Linked DNA regions of Sus scrofa: region 2 is linked to region 1. Evidence: chromatin contacts called from public Hi-C data. All regions are on one chromosome and are shown on one strand. Each heading gives the region's core, a stretch centred on a gene start, on an enhancer-like site or on the middle of the called end of the contact. The rest is flanking DNA. Distances are from core to core; before and after follow the strand shown. Region 1 overlaps LOC110255517 (a long non-coding RNA gene). Region 2 has its middle 27 kb from the start of FAM20B.

The links. A called contact is a pair of places that touch in the nucleus more often than the background predicts.
Region 2: a Hi-C map of omental adipose tissue shows a contact between it and region 1, with 1.7 times the contacts expected there. The contact joins two enhancer-like sites. A contact is called at or near these places in 6 of 47 Hi-C or Micro-C datasets (embryonic fibroblasts, epiblast stem cells, liver and 3 more).

What each region holds. Positions count from the first base shown.
Region 1 is chr9:120,467,007-120,472,374 of Sscrofa11.1, forward strand. All of the region lies in intron 3 of LOC110255517 (a long non-coding RNA gene), which reads left to right. Among named protein-coding and RNA genes, the nearest start is that of RALGPS2, 93 kb to the right of the region's middle. Within about 2 kb of position 2,520, at least 1 of the 83 cell types and tissues checked has an H3K27ac peak or open chromatin away from gene starts, as enhancers often do. A contact at or near this core is called in omental adipose tissue, where this site is marked.
Region 2 is chr9:120,780,385-120,785,928 of Sscrofa11.1, forward strand. No RefSeq gene overlaps it. Among named protein-coding and RNA genes, the nearest start is that of FAM20B, 27 kb to the right of the region's middle. Within about 2 kb of position 2,542, at least 9 of the 83 cell types and tissues checked have an H3K27ac peak or open chromatin away from gene starts, as enhancers often do. A contact at or near this core is called in omental adipose tissue, where this site is marked.

The DNA.
Region 1 (5,368 bases), core at 1,270-3,769:
GCTGCCCTGACACTAACACAGGATGCTGTTGAGCCCGCCCTGCCTGATGTTGCAGAGGAGGGAACAGAGGTTGATGATTTGTCCGACGTGGCAAAACTGCTCAGAGGTGTGCTGACTCCAAACACTTCTCTTTCCACTCTGCATGTGGGTATAAAATAATCTTTTTTTTTTTTTTTTTTTTTTTAAAGAAGAAATCAGTTTTCGTTTGCTGTTCTGACACCATCACCTCCATTTGCTGGCTCTCTTGAGGGTAAAAAGGTCACTTTAAAATGAGATAGAAACATTTCCAGATTTTTGTTAATGGGGAGATTACTGATGCTCTCTGCCTTTGGCCTCTGGCCTGAGGTAGAAGAGGGTCCCTTCCGGCTCTGCCCCTGCCTTTCCTCCTGCTCTCCCTCCCACCTCCCTCGGCCCTTCTTGCCTCCCCCTGGGTGGCCCATTAGATCCTCAGCCCCATCAGCCACACCTCTCCTGAAACCCTGCAGACTGCAGAAAGCTCAAGACTCAAGTTGACGTCAGATGTCAAACCATTTGTCGTCATAACTGTCAATGATTTCCAACAGATGGCTCTAACCCTTGTTGAATTGTTCCTCCCACCAGGTTGACTGACAGTGGAAATTAGCCCATGTTTTTCAAAGGACAGATCCTCTCTGTTCTCTCAAAACTGCAGGCCCATTGAAGCTGCTGGGTAGCCCATCAAAACATTAAACTCTTTTCCTAACAAATGTCCGAGGTGGGGACCTGTTCAACGTAGACTCTTCACAATGGACCATTGATTAGTACTTTTTCCCCTCGTAGTGATGCTGATCTTTTCTTGGCTTTTAATTATGTTCCTCAGAGCCAGGGATGTACTGGAGCTGACTTGTACCAGCTCACAAGAGGCGATCCTTATATTTCAGGAATTCTTTGAGCTGATTTGTTCAAAGCAACCATTATTAGAGGTTAAGTATAAAAAATGTACAATTAAATAAATTATATTAAAGACAAATGTAATAAATATTCAAAATGTATCACTTTCTAATTAGTTTAAAACGAATATAGAATTTTCTCTCGAGATTAATTAGATCTATTGTATCGATTTGGTGGAAAAACCATAAATGCTGCCATGTCCCTCTTCCCTCCTCCGTGTTGGGTAATGATGGTGTCAGTAGCTTGAAACCAGCCATGAAGGGAGTATTTACCCCACAGAAAGTGGAAAATAGAAAATGCTGTATGTCAGAATTTCTTTATTTTAGGGATCTTTTTAAATTTTTAAATTTTTATTTATTTTTATTTTTATTTTTTTGCATTTACCATCACTCCACTGAGCAGAACCAACTGCAGATCTGGCAACACACGCATATCAGGATCACTATTCTTAATGCTTTAGCAAAATCCTGTTTTAAATACTAGCCCCTGGATCAAGGAGTAGCAAGAATGACCTTGAAAGACCAAGTGAGAAGTAGTATTAAAAGAGGGTGCATTGGGGTCCCCCTCTTCCTCTTTCTTTTAGTATAGACCTTGTGTTTGGGGTTTTTTTCCTTTGGCCTCACTCATGGCAGGCAAAATGTCCCAGGACAGGGATTGAACCTTTGCCATAGCAGTGACCACACAAGATCCCTAACCTGCTAAGCCACCAGGGAACTCCAAGTATAGATCTTAATGGGTAATACCACTTTTAGGTAACAGAGACACACACCCCGGCCCAATTTAACTGCTGGTATAGTCTTCTTATCAGAAAGTAGAAAGAAAATAGTGCAATTATCTGTCCATTTTCAGAAAGAACGGTTTAACCTCAACCAGCAGAGGTGTTATACAAAGACTGCTGTCTTGAGCAGGCAGCCCCCAACATTTAAATGGTTGATATCGGAGTTCCCGTTGTGGCACAGTGGTTAACGAATCTGACTAGGAACCATGAGGTTGCGGGTTCGATCCCTGCCCTTGCTCAGTGGGTTAACGATCCGGCGTTGCCGTGAGCTGTGGTGTAGGTTGCAGACACGGCTCAGATCCTGCGTTGCTGTGGCTCTGGCATAGGCCGGTGGCTATGGCTCCGATTCGACCCCTAGCTTGGGAACCTCCATATGCCGCAGGGGCGGCCCAAGAAATAGCAAAAAGACAAAAATAAATAAATAAATAAATAAATAAATAAATGGTTGATATCAAGCAAGTTCACAACACGCCTTCAAACCCTTCTGGGATACTTTATGTCTCATTTGTCCCGGGAGACAAATGAGTTGGTAGCCCAGAGACAGGGAGCAATGCTCCTGGCTGGTGAGTTTGGAGGATGAATGGAGGGGTTGGTGCCTAGCCCCTTCCTCTCTCTCCCTCCCCCTCTTGGCAGTAAGTTTCCATTAGGGACCACATGCTTTCAGTTTTTCCTTGTCCCACTTCTTACAGAAGCCAGCACTGGCTGGGTACTGCCTGTGATGGAGAGGCTGCCTGATTCTGGGGCTCAGACCTGGGAAGCTCACTTGCCCACTGACACCAGCTACATTTCCCCAAAACACATTACTTTCACTCACAGCTGCTTTACGTCTTTGTCTCATCTCTCAATGGATTCACAACCCAGCAGGAAAGAGGATATTAACTTCAGGGCTCTCTAACCCATCAACAGCCAAGGATGCGGTGGCTTAGAACGCAGTCTTCCAAGGACATTACAGAACAATTTCTATGGCTGCAGTGAGAAGCTGTCGACACTTGCCCACAATATCTTTCATGTTCAAGTGTTTGAACATTTTGCTACATAGACGTTTGGCATCTCAGCAGAGGAGCTCTGGCTCACGTTGGCCCAGCTCCAAAACGTATTCCTTCAGAAAATCCTGGCTTCTTTTCAGGCATATCCCCCACTCACAGCGCAGCTCCAAGCAGGGATGGGGAAGCCTTTGATCCAAACAGGGATCCTGCCCGAGCCCTTTAAAGTTTCACGACTGAGCGTGAACCCTCCCACTTGCCCACCTGGGTTTCAAAGCAAATACGTTGCTCATAAGGACAGTGAGGGATTCCTGATTTTCAGATCTCACTAGAGAAGATGATTTTGAATTGTTTGCTATCCCACTTTTCTGAAAAACCCAGTGAGATCATTTTATTTAGGGCAGATACTTTAGTATTTGCTATAGGAATGTTTCTGGAAGGTTAACTGAATGAAATAGACAAGTGACTCTTCCAACTGCGTTTGCTATGAAACTCTCATTGATGATACACTTCAGAGCATCCTCCAACAACTTCTATGTGATAACCCGAGACAAATATCTCAGATCTTTGTGCTAGGGAAAGTTTGCCTCCCCTGAGATGAAGGCAGGGCTTCTCCCTCTCAGATAATAATTGAAGTACCACTTAACCCTCTGAGTCTTGGCTATAAGGAAGCCTCAGCCTTCAAGCTCCATCACAGACAATGCTTTACCCACCTGTATGGTTGAGACATCTGCCTTGCGCCTTTTAATCTTGCTTTCTCCTCTTTATTCCCCCTCTTTTATTGATTTTAATGTATTTATTCCCTTTTAAGTTCATTTTAAAATTCTCTTGCAAAGAGGTGAGATATAAATAAATAAAATTAAAAGATTCAGTGATTACTTGAAGTTGGGGGGGTTGGGAGTGGACTGTGAGAGGGGAGACAACTACAAAAATACATAAAGGGAGTTCCCGTTGTGGCTTAATGGCAACAAACCCAGCTAGTATCTGTAAGGACAAGGGGTTGATCCCTGGCTTCGCTCAGTGGGTTAAGGATCCGGAATTGCCATGAGCTGCGGTGTAGGTCACAGACCCCACTTGGGTCTGGCTTTGCTGTGGCTGTGGTATAGTCCAGCAGCTACAGCTCCGATTCGACTCCTAGCCTGGGAACGTCCATGTGCCACAGGTGCAGCCCTAAAAAGACAAAAACAAACGAACAAGCAAAACAACAACAACAAATAAAACATGGGAACTTTTGGCGGGTAATGGAATTTCTCTATCTTGATTGTGGGAGTGGTTACCTATGGACATGCTTTTGCCAAAATTCATTGAACGGAACACTTAAAATGATGCATTCTGTTGTAAGTAAATTAAACCTCAACAAAGTTGAGATATTCATCCAATCAATATTATGTTTCTATTTTCTGTAGGCATTTTGCACAGTGCTGGGCAGAGAGAGTGCATAGAGTTGAGTAGGTTGTTCATTGAACAAGGGTACCTGACCAAGAGACTATGAAGGGCTGAAATGTAGCCCACACCTGGCTCACCAAGCCAGGTGCCCAGGAAGGGGCTGGGTCTTCTCCGAGGAAGAGGCTGTATATGGGAATTGTATGTATATGGGCTCCTGGAAGCCTGGTTCTGAAGATAGAGCAAAAAAGAATGTAGACAATTTCCTGTGCCTGTGAAGCTTGAAGTCTAGGGGGAGGCTCGTAAACACATAAGATAATGATAAATTATAATATGCACGGCATAGAAATAACTTGGATGGTATAATGGAGAGTGTCAGACTTGGCGAGATGCTCGAGAGAAGTCATCAGGAAAGACTTCTTAGAAGATAACATTTCAGCTGGGGCCTGAGTGATGAGAAGCAGCCAGGCTTTCAGAATGTGGGAGGAAAGCATCCCAGACCGAGAGAACAGCAAGAGCAATTTCTCAGCGGCAGCAGAGCTTGGCCTATTCATGGATCAGAGAGAAAGCCACTGGGCATATTAATAAGCAAACCAAGAGGAGGGCATAGGGGTCAACAATGTAACTAACTCAAAAAGTTAGATATAAGCCTTGAGAAATGGCTCAGAATACTAACTGCACTACAAAACACTTGGTTGCTCATAGATTTTAGAGTTGCAAGAGACCTTGCAGATAAGATAATCCTTCAATCTTTCCCTATGACAAATACAAAAAACAAGTCCCCGGCTCACCCTGATAACTGATGGAACAAATAGGATTAGAACTCAGGCTTGGTTTCAATTCAGTTCACCTAGCATTTACTGATTGCCCACTATGGGTCCGGTACTATTTTCTAGCTATGAGTCTAGAGCTTTTCAGCCTTGGTAGGGTTGAATGACAAGAAAGACCACACTGGTGAAATTCTGCTGCTGAACATATGTTAACCTCAGAAATACTTCCTTTAGAAATGGCCTGTAGGGGTTTAATCAGATGAGTATTTCACAAGATGTTTTTTGTCTTTTTAGGGCCGCACCAGAGGCATATGGAGGTTCCCAGGCTAGGGGTCGATTGGCGCTACGGCTGCCAGCCTACACCATGGGCACAGCAATGCCAGATCCAGATCCTTGTCTGTGACCTACACCACGGCTCACGGCCACGCTGGATCCTTAACCCACTGAGCGAGACCAGGGATCGAACCTGTGTCCTCATGGATACTAGTCAGATTTGTTTCCGCTGAGCCATGACGGGAACTCCAAGATTTTATTTTTATCTTGTT
Region 2 (5,544 bases), core at 1,292-3,791, 310 kb after region 1:
AGAAATGCCCAGAAGAAATGTGTGCATGTAAACACTAGGCCGCAGTTAGTCTTTGCCTGATTTTTTTTTTTTTTTTTTTCTTTTTAGAGCCGCACCTGCAGCATATGGAAGTTCCCAGGCTAGGGACTGATTCGAAGCTATGGCTGAGGCCTACACTGCAGCCACAGCAATACCAGATTCAAGCCGCATCTGCGACCTACACCACGGCTCAAGGCAATGCCAGATCCTTAACCCACTGAGAGAGGCCAGGGACCGAACCCATATCCTCATGGATGCTAGTCAGGTTTGAAATCTGCTGAGTCACAACAGGAAATCCTGCCTGATTTCTAAAGGAAGAACTTTTTAGGAGTTCCCATGGTGGTTCACTGGGTTAAGAACCCAACATAGTGTCCGTGAGAATGTGGGTTTGATCCCTGTCCTCACTCAGAGGCTTCAGGATCCTAGTGGGTTAAGCTCTGGCATGACAGATGCGGCTTGGATCTGGTGTGGCTGTGGCTGTGGCATAGACCTGATTCAACGCCTAGCCTGAGAACTCCCATATGCCTCGGGTGCGGCCATAAAAAGAAAAGAAAACAAAACCAAAAAAGAACCTTTTCAAAATTGTGTCATAGATGAGAAAGTGGCCAAGGGAGGGAAGGTGGCGGGTTTGGCCTGTTACCTGGTTGTCACCTGCTACGGGCAGTCTCCTGGCCCCTCGGGCACAGGGCGGCCTTTCTTCTCTGCCCTCAGGGGTCGGCCACCTGGGAGCAGGGACCACCCAGCCCCACTCTGCTCCTCCATATCCTCATTCGTTGAGCGCCGTGTACCAAGCCGTGTGCCAGGCACAGGAACATGTGGGTAAATAACACCCAGCCTCTGCCCTCAGGAGATGGGTGAGAGGAACAAGGGTCCGAATGTGCAGAATCAGAAGGTAGTTTGTGGAAAAGTCCCCACGCTGTCACAAGGTAGCGTCTGGTTCTCACTGATGTCTCGTCAAAGTTTTCTTCTGCCAAGAGGTCTTCTCTTGTCAGGAATATACTTACTTGAGCAGCAGGTACACTTATAAGCAGACCATATGTTTTCTCGCTTTGTTGGGGGTGACAGAATGCATAAATTCCTGAGTTTGTAGGCAAAAGCCTGTAGCAATATTATATGAATTTTTGACCAACCATAGTAAAGACGGAATTCTCTCTTTATTCTTTGTGTAGAAAATCATGGGACAAAATCGTTGTCCAGTGAAGTAGTCATCAGCGTGTGCAGCCAAAAACACCTGGAAAAATATTGTAGCGTTGTGTAGTGGGCACTTAACAAAAAGGTTATTTTTCTGGGTTTTCTACTAGTTGTGCGATTTTTCAGCACTTTAAAACTTGCGATTTGATGGGATCTATTTTTTCATTCTAGGTAAATATTTTGATATTCATTTTTGGGTTTGAAACTTCACATTATTTTTCTTAAAGCGACCCCCTCATGGTAAAAGTTTGCGACCCCACAAAGCCGAGATCTGGGCCTGGGGCCAGGTTTGGGGCCAGGCATGTCCCTCAGAGTTCCCTGGGGCCCCCAGCCCACACCTCCCCCCAAGTCTCCTTCCTGGCCTTCATCTCCTAGGCCAAGGGAGCCATCCCCACTCGAGGCCAAGGAACCCGCATCCCTCTGGGGAGCAGGAGGTTCTGCCAGCCGGTGACATATGCCTCTGCTGGCTTAGGCCTCTGGGGACTTGCCCTCAGAGAGCCCTGTCTGGCAGGGCGGTTGGCCCTTGTGTCCGTACACGCCATCCCCCTGGCGTGGAGGAGCCCCTTCCCGGGAGTTGTGGCTTTGGTCTGAGACCCCAACCACCAGCTCTCCCTGAGCCAAGGTGGACTGTAGTTGTTAAAAATAGGACCAGCAACAGTGTAAGAAAGGGAATGTGTGTGTATGTGTGTGTGTGTGTGTATATGTGTATATACACACACACACATATACACAAACTGTATACACACACACATATACACATAAATTGTATACACACACATATATACACACACACACAAACTGTACACACACATACATATATACACACACACATACACATATACACAAACTGTACACACACACACACGTATATACACACACATACACACATGTATACACACATATACATCCACATATACACACATACACAATACATACACGTATACACACACACATACACATTTGCACACATATACACATATACACACACATTCTCACACACATACGCACATATATACACACACATATATGCACACGTATACACACATATACACACACATGTATACACACATGTACACACATACATATATATTCACACATATATATACAAACACACATACATATACATATATGACTGGGTAACTTTGTGTACAGCAGAAATTGGCACAACATTGTAAATCAACTATACTTGAGTTTTTTTATAAAAAAAAAAAAATAGACCAGCAGAGGTGGTTTGCTGCTGACACTCCATCTTCCTAAACCTGCATGATTCAGGCTTCTTCTCCATTCTGGCACCTTCCTGCCCACCCCATGTCAGCCCACCTGAGTGCCTACTCTTTTTACATTGGTCAGAGCACAGAGCCAGCCTAGACAGGGCGCCTGAGCCAGGCCCCTGAGCCGGGCCCCGTGGCTCCTGTCTGTGAAACAGAACTGTGGGCGTAATCCGCTGCTCCTCTTCCTCGCCCGGACCATTGAGTCCTTGGCCACCTTGCTCCAAGCCTTAGGGACGTTTTAGTCACAATCGGTCAGCACTTTCTGCAGCAAGGACCCTGCGGAGAGCTGTGGGGTCCCAGGCAGGCCCCATCCAGCTGTGCCAACCCAAGCGTGAAAGGACACTGACCCCGTGTGGCCTCTGGTGGAGGTGCAGCTCCAGGAAAGCGGGAAAGAGTCAGGCACCTTGGCCCTTTGGCCTCAGGCACATGACTCCTTCAGGTGCCCCCCTGATGGGCTGAGCTTAGCCTCCACTCACAGCATAGGACCCCCGGGAGGGGGAGGACCTGGCCCTCTGTGGCCTGCTGACTGGTTTCCTCTGGTGCCGTGTCCCCAGCAGACACTCAACTCTGCTATCATTATTGGGGTCTAGCTTCACTGGCCATTTGAGCTCAACCTGAGCAGGAGAGGTGCCACCGAGGGGGTGGGCATCAGCTCAAAGAACAGGAAGGATTTTGAGAGGCTGAGGGGAGGAGAATCCCGAACATAGTGGCACTTAGTACTGAAGAGTAAACAGAAGCCCACACACCTGCACTACAGGTGGGAGAAGTGGCCTGAGCCCGGCGGGCAGGCAAATATGAGAACAGGCGTGGAGGACTGGCCAGGGCAGCTGCTGCTCAGCGAAGGTTCTAGGGTGTGGGGAGCGCTGAATTGACTTCTCTAGAAGTGGAGCCCCCAGCCCCAATTCTACTCTCTCCCTGCCCACTGGGCTTTCTATCTGGGCTCAGGGAGGGGTGGGTCCCGAGCCAGGCAGTGGTAGCCTTTCTGATGCCATTTGAATTCCATTCTAGACATTCACTCTTCACTGACCCTGTGATCAAGGTCCCATAAACAGGGGTTGCCATGCTTGGCACAGATGAGGAAAGAGAGGCTCAGAGAAGAGAAATAGCTGTGTCTCCAGTTAAAGCCACTTGTTTGTCAGAAGCCAGGCTGAGGTTTGAACATTACGGTGAAAATACAACACAGGCAGGACTGCAGGGCTCCAGGGTCCATGCCCAGCCCGTGGCACCCTGGAGCTTCTAAGGGAACAAAAGCTTAACTGGTTTCCGAGGCCCTTACCTCTCCCACCTCCATCCACAGATTTGCTGCCTAAAAGGCCAATCTGATGGCATCACCCCCTGATCGACACAGACAGTGGCTCCCCCCTGGCGTCAGGGTAAAGCCCCAGCCTTTGTCTTAGCTTTACGGCCCTTCCTAAGCTTTGCCCCTTTCTCGATGCCGTTCTTATTTCCAGCCGCACTGACCCTTAGGCTGTCCCCCAACCCACTACCTCTCGGACCTGGATGTCGCCTGGGGATTTTGCAGATTCTGATGTTACTAAACCAGGGGTGGGGCTCTGGCTTCTAAAATTCTAACAAGCTCCCACATGCTGCCAGTTCCGCTAGTCCACAAACCACTGGTGAGTGACAAAGAGCTAAACCTGTCATGTTCCACTCTCCTTTGACCTCTGCACAAACTCTTCCTTTAGCCTAAAACATTTCCCCCTTCTTTTTTTTTTTTTTTTTTTTTTTTTGTCTTTTTGCCATTTCTTGGGCCGCTCCCGTGGCATATGGAGGTTCCCAGGCTAGGGGTCGAATCAGAGCTGTAGCCATCAGCCTATGCCAGAGCCACAGCAACGCGGGATCCGAGCCACGTCTGTGGCCTACACCACAGCTCATGCCAACGCCGGATCCTTAACCCACTGAGCAAGGCCAGGGATCAAACCCGCAACCTCATGGTTCCTAGTCGGATTTGTTAACCACTGCGCCACGACGGGAACTCCCATTTCCCCCTTCTTGCTCTCCTCCTCCTCCCCTGTCACTTTTACCTGGCTGCTAATCATCCTCCTTCTCCAGGCCTCAGTTTAGATGCTGCTGCCTCCAGGAAGCCTTCCTGCCGACTTTGAGATGGGTTTGGGCATGCCCTACCTGTTAGAGCTGCAAGCAGAAATCTGAAATGGGAGAAAGGATGTGACAGCTGGGTCTGGTATTAAAATGCTGAAGGAAAAAAGTGGAATCAGGAAGTAGATGCGATAAGAGTGGCCATATATTGATAATTGGGTTTTTTTAATTTTTTATTATAGTTGATTTATAATGGTCTGTCCATTTCTGCTGTACAGCAAAGTGACCCAGTCATACAAATATATGCATTCTTTTTCTCGTATTATCTTCCATCATGTTCTATGCCAGGAGATTGGATAGAGTTCCCTGTCCTGATAATTGTTGAAGTTGGGTGAGGGACACACGAGGGTCCATTGTGCTCTTAACATTTGCATACCTTTGGAAGTTTCCAAAAGAAAATGCTTTAAAAAACAAAGACTTTCCCATGTGCCTCCTTAGCTCCTGTCCCTGCCTGGGCCAGAGATAGAATTCAAGCCACAGCTGCAACCTATGCCTCAGCGATGGCAGTGCCATATCCTTAACCCATTGCACCAGGCTGGGAATTGAACCCATGCTGATGAAGAGACAATGCTTGATCCTTAACCCACTGAACCACAGCGGGAACTCCTGCATAATCTTTCAAGGGCTGAGATTGTGCTATGTTTTGTTCACCAGCCTCTAGCGTGTTAATCAGCACAGAGTGAATTCTCAACATATTTTTGTTAAATGATTGAACGAAAATTTTGCCAGGTTGTATTAGGTGACAGAAAAGAAGCAAATCTCTGAAAATATATGTCGACACAAAACAAAGCATATCATTCCGCCTTTGGTAGAGCCAGGCTCTGTCTGCCCCTGGAATCCTCAATGAAGGCCACTGTGTCCCAGGAGGGATTTATGGCACTTGGAAGAATCCATTTACATGGTGAAGAAGAAAGAAAATTTAGATCCTGGAAGAGGAGTTTAAGAGAGGTGTGACTGGGTGTGCGAT